Linked DNA regions of Hordeum vulgare: region 1 is linked to region 2. Evidence: chromatin contacts called from public Hi-C data. All regions are on one chromosome and are shown on one strand. Each heading gives the region's core, a stretch centred on a gene start, on an enhancer-like site or on the middle of the called end of the contact. The rest is flanking DNA. Distances are from core to core; before and after follow the strand shown. Region 1 holds the start of LOC123440029 (NADH:quinone reductase). Region 2 holds the start of LOC123440019 (alpha-glucosidase 2-like).

Evidence for each region. A called contact is a pair of places that touch in the nucleus more often than the background predicts.
Region 1: a contact with region 2 is called in a Hi-C map of seedling, with 5 times the contacts expected there. The contact joins the promoter of LOC123440029 here to the promoter of LOC123440019 in region 2. A contact is called at or near these places in 2 of 6 Hi-C or Micro-C datasets (leaf and seedling).

What each region holds. Positions count from the first base shown.
Region 1 is chr1H:394,980,087-394,982,864 of MorexV3_pseudomolecules_assembly, forward strand. It overlaps LOC123440029 (NADH:quinone reductase), which reads left to right and starts at 1,383. Exons shown (of 6, transcript XM_045116627.1): 1 at 1,383-1,766; 2 at 1,848-2,060. The coding sequence starts at 1,632.
Region 2 is chr1H:394,674,395-394,677,405 of MorexV3_pseudomolecules_assembly, forward strand. LOC123440019 (alpha-glucosidase 2-like) reads right to left here and starts at 1,447. Exons shown (of 23, transcript XM_045116615.1): 1 at 1,301-1,447; 2 at 935-1,199. The coding sequence starts at 1,413.

The DNA.
Region 1 (2,778 bases), core at 133-2,632, 310 kb after region 2:
CGCTGGAGCTGACGGGCCAGGTCAACGCACATGCCGCTCCCGGCCCAACCCTGCAAGGCGGCGCTGCTGCCACTGGCGAAGGAGGAGCCCGTCGCTGGTGGAGAGCCCCCGACGGCCGGATCCAATGACGGAACACCTTGCCAGCGTATAGAAGGTGAGGGAAGGGAGGAGAGGGCGACGAGGTCGACTGTGGGAGAGAGGAGCGGCGAGGTCGGCTCGGGAAAGAGTGATGGAGACAAGGACGTTGGCGTACGATGCGGGGTCAGCTTAGGGCATCTTCAATAGTTTGTTGGTTAACTTGTTGGTAAAATATGCCATGTCATCAACCAAGACTTTAACATACAACTACTCCAATAGGTTATATCTAGTTTGCCCAATAGGATGTGAGATAATAAATAAGATGCTCTCTCATTCTACATTGGAGCTTGTGCAAAGGTGTTGGTTAATTTACATACAACATTGATCTCTTTCCGCATTTGTTGCATTACACATCATTAAAAATCGTATGTGTCAAAATCTATCAACCACTATCTTACAATCATTGAAGATGCCTTAGAGACACGAAGTTGCATGGAAATCCAGTTTCCCGAACCACGAGGCTCCCTTATCGTATCTTGGCATCGCGAACTGCCGTTTGCCCACCCACGCACGGAAGCGCTGCCCCACCCTAAACAGTTTTCCGTCTCCGGCCATCCACAAGCTCGCTGCCCCACCCTAAGAGCATCTCCAACAGACGCCCAATATTAGCGTCGTGCCCAAAAAATCGCAAGTTTAGCGCGCGCGGAGTTAAAAATTGCACTCCAACAGACGCTGTATAATAGAGCACGCCGTAAAAAATGTTCAGCGCGTTGGGGAAAACTGAATCGGACGCAGTATATTTCGTGCGCGAGCTCGTGCGCGCTGGACTTTTCGTGCGCGCTGAAACTCCTTTCCGTGCATGCGCCCGCTGCCGGCAACCTCGCGTGCGCGCGCCAGCCTGCCAGCCGGCCACGGCGGCGGGGCGGAGCGGAGCAGGCCGCGGCGGGGCGGAGCAAGTCGCGGCCATGGCGGGGCGGGGCGGAGCGGAGCAGGCCGCGGCGGGGCGGAGCAGGTCGCAGCCATGGCGGGGCGGGGCGGAGCAGGTCCCGGCGGCCCGGCGGGGCAGGGCGTGGCCATGGTGGGGCAAGGATGATTTTGGGCGTCCGCTGGAGATGGCGGGGCAGGGATGATTTCGGGATATTTTTTAGCGTCTTTTGGAGATGTTCGGTCATCCGGCACTGTAAAACGTTATTTTGACGCGGTAAATTTTTTTAGCGCGCGCCTTCATAGCGCGTCTGTTGGAGATACTCTAAACACTATCCGCTGGCTACGTGGCATAGGTTAGAACACGCCCTTGCTGCGTAGCTTCTTGTTGTGGATTTCCAGACCTACTTGTCAATCCGCCATGTGGGGGAAAACCTACTCCATGTCAACACGCCCTTGCGGTGTAGCTTCTTGTTGTCCCCACTGACGCCCGGCGCCGTGGACGGATTCGTCACCTCGAGCACCCAGCTCGCTGTTTGCTCACGGCTCGTCGTCACGGCCTATTTATGGATCCGCCGCCCGCCACCGGCCGCCGGCAGAACTGCCTTGACTATTAGACTAGGAAGAAAATGGGGTGGAAGGGCATCATGGGCTTCGACTACGGCGTCGTGCAGGCACCGCTCGGCCCCGACATCTCCGGCCCGGAGCTCGCCGCCGCCGTCGCCAACGCTGGCGCCATAGGCCTCCTCCGCCTTCCCGACTGGGTACCTCGATCTCCCTGTCCTCTCTGCTATCCACTTACGCTCTGTCTTGGCTAATCGCCGGAGCCCCCTACCTGCCTGCAGCCGGCGCCGGATCACGTGAGGGAGCTGATACGGAGGACCAGGAGCCTGACCGAGAAGCCGTTCGGGGCGGCCATCGTGCTGGCCTTCCCGCACGAGGAGAATCTGAGGGTTGTGCTGGAGGAGAGGCTCGCCGTGCTGCAGGTGTACTGGGGCGAGTTCCCCAAGGAGCGGGTCGACGAGGCCCACCGTGCCGGCGTCAAGGTCTTGCATCAGGTGAGAACTTTAGCTGACGGACATTTCAGTTCACCGGAATGGATGAAACCCGGCTGCGGCTTGTGCTTACTTAACACCATTTTTCTGAACTGTACTTAACACTTGTGCCGTTCGTACGTTCGTTCCAATTTCCGTAATTAACATTTGTGATGTCATTGTAGTACTACTTCCTCGGTCCGGAAATACTTGGCATAACAATGGTTGTATCTAGATGTATTTTAGTTCTATATACATTCATTTTTATTCATTTGTGCGACAAGTAATTCTGAACGGGGGGAGTACTAGACTAGAAAATTAATAGTGCCCAACTAACTAGACAAAATTAATAGTGCCCAACTAACTAGACAAAATTAATCAATTGGAGCGAAATCATTTTGTTCATGGAAGTTGTCTGATGGCCGTTAGCTAGATATAGTTACTTAACACCTTTGTTAATTAGTCAAAACTTGTGAAAGGTATGTATCAGACTTGCTAATTTGTTGGAGGCCGGTGTCCGTTAGCGAGAGTATGTTGACTGGGCATTATTGTGTATATGTCCAACTTCAAACAGTTGGTTGAGTTCCAACAGAATGGTTTTGCTTTTGGTGCAAATGTAATTGAACAGAAGTGGAATGGGCTTTTATCTTATATAGGCAGATGGAGACTTCCAACAGAATTTGGTCTCTCACAGTGATATTTGGACTAAGAATGGAAGGGCCTAGAGTTTCTTATATGGACT
Region 2 (3,011 bases), core at 197-2,696:
CTCTCCACTCAATATCATGCAAGAGTCCATTTGAGGTGGTGTGCGGCTTCAACCCACTCACACCCCTCAATCTACTTCCACTATCATTCCAAGAGAGGTCACGTATGGATGCTAACAAACGAGCGTACATCAAGAAGCTCCATGAGTCTACCAAGGCCAACATCAAGCACCAAGTGCAACACCAAGCCGCCAAGGTTAACAAGAACTGATGTTTGACGATCTTCAACCCCGATGATCTCGCTTAGGTACACCTTCAGAAGAAGCAATTCCCAAAGCAGAGGAAGTCCAAGCTTATGCCTAGAGGAGATGGACCTTCCTAAATCCTTCAAATGACAACGCCTACAAGACCGACCTTCCCAAGGACAAGTATTCCGCGAGCAACACGTTCAACATCACCGATCTCTCTCCCTGTCACAGTGTCGAGGACGACTCATTTTCAAGAGAAGAGATGATACGCCAGGTTCCTCGGGCATCGTCATGCTAAGCAAGGAAGGACATGTTGGACCAGTGACAAGCGAACATGCAAAGGCAATCCAACGCAATATGTATATGATATATTTCTCGATGATACGTTCGAGGATTGGCTACTACCTAACTTTTCCTTGGACTGACCTAGCTTTTTCCCCCTTGTTTCCAAAAGTAACTTGCCTTGAAAGCAGCCTTTTCAAGTGTTGGTAGCAGAACGTTCTATCAATCAGGGTTTTTTTTTTTGCTGTGAAAGACCAGGTTTAAAATGAACAATTTTACAGTATCCCTAAGCATGACATTAACACAATCCATACGACACCCGCAGATCAAACACATAAAAGCACGTCGACATTGCCAAAATAATTACCACACGCGCGCATCAGCATCACATGCTTCTCTTTCTCATCCTCCAGCCAGAGAGTCACTCGCAGTAAAAGAGTAGCACGTCTGTGCGAACCACGCATACCTTAATCACGACCTTCTGCACATTCCCGGCCACCTCGCACGCCGGCACGACCGCGGGACGATCCCCGCCCTCGCGCGGCTCCTCCCGCCGCCGCGGCTCGGCGAACGACAGGCTGGGCCCGGCCGCGGAGCGCGCGCCCTCCGACGCGTCGAACCGGAACACCCCCTCCTCCAGTACGCGCACCCAGACCATCTCCCCGACGGGCGCGGCCATCGTCGCCACCACCCCCGCCGCGGCCGCGGGCGGAGGACTCGCGCGGAAGCACCTGCGATGACCTCAGCGCGGTGAGGGATCCAGACCGGAATCGCGGATCGACGCTGGAGCCGGGAGAGCGCTCGGGGATGGAGGTCGATCGGAGGAACGAACCTGAGAGGAGGGAGCCGAGGGGCGTGTGGACTGCCTCGGTAGGAGTGGGCGTGGGAGTGGGCGTGGGAGGCGAGGAGTGGAGGTGCGGCCCTCTGGGTGCACGGAGCCAGCATCTCTTCTGTACAGTGGAGCCGATCGCGATTTGCTCGTTCGCTTGCGTGGTTTCGGATTTGATAATTAATGCGGACTGGCAGTGCCTGTCTACTTTTGTCTTGGATCCAGGTGTCTGACGGTATGGGCACTGTAGCTCCGGCGTTTCTAGCTCGGCGCACGGCATGCAGCCCACCTGTCATGTGGGATAGGGTCTGTTTGGTTGCAAATAAATTTTATCAACGTGAATGCTAAAAGCATCTCTAGCAGTCCCGTATAATGTTTTGAGCTGTAAAATAGTCGTCAAAATATATGTCTGTATGAAAAAGTTGCTCGTTCAAACCCTGTAAACGTGTCGGATCTGTAAATATTTTTACGGGACACGGTAAAAAGTTCCTCCCGATCTGCAAAACACAGTTTTCGCATCCGCTTCTACTGTTCCTTATATGGAGATAAAGCAATTGGCGAGAGCGTGCCACGGAAACTTTCGCATCCGCGGTCCACGTCCACCGTACGCCGCCCCGGACGTCCCCGAACATCGGCCGACCGTCCCATGACGCCGCCCCGCTCGTCCTGACTGGATTCGGCGTCGGCGATGGAAGCTAGCTAGCTAGCTCCGGACTCCTGGATGAATTCCACGAGCGGAGCTAGCTAACTCTAGATGGATTCGTGGACATTGGAGCTAGTTATCTAGCTCCTGAATGGATTCGTGGACGGAAGAACTAGCTAGCTAGCTAGCTCCTGGATGGACTCGTGAACGGAGGAGCTAGTTATCTAGCTCGTGGATAGATTCATGGACAGAGGAGCTACTAGCTTCTCGATGGATTCAGGGATTGGCAACTCCGTATTTAGGAACAAATTTAGTTGATCATGACACGAGCGAGAGAAAGAAGATGTGGAGGAAAATGTAAACGAAAATTCGATTTACAGTTTAAGTTTAAGGGCTCTGTTCCGCCGTAGCTCGAGCCAACCCTTAAAAAGCATCTTGCGCGAATATCCTTTTTTACAGGTTTATTTTGCGGGGTCTGACTCTGCCCTTCCCCGCGCCGGCTCGTAAAACCGTTTTTTTGCAAACTATAAACGTGTTTTACGGGTCGGCGTTATACGGGTCTGCTAGAGATGCTCTAACTTCCAATATTGCAACAGATCTGCACGCACTCGGCGCCGCAGGATCGGGATCGCACGATCGCTAACGAACATTTATCTCATGGCGAGAAAAATAAAAGGGCGAGGAGTGGAATCGAACCCCCGATCTCATTGACGTGCGACACCACACTAACCATCCCACCTAGATCTCGTCGTTATCACAAAAGGCCAGGCTTCGAATATAACGTGTTGTTGCTTTTTGTTAAGATTAAAAATCTGAACGCTTCCGCATACTTCCCCTCTTGATCCCTTGATTCGTTTTAGTACCAATTTTACTGATTTTTATTTCCTTCTCTTGAAAACCATAGTACATTTGATTTTGATTTGATTTTTTTGTTCGCTATTGATTTTTCTCATAAAAAATGATGACAACAAGAATCAAACCTTGTACCTAGTGGCTCAGTCCTATTCTTGCTAGCCATCTGGGTTAATATCTCACTAGTGCTTAAATACATGTTAGGCTGCTTTTATTTCC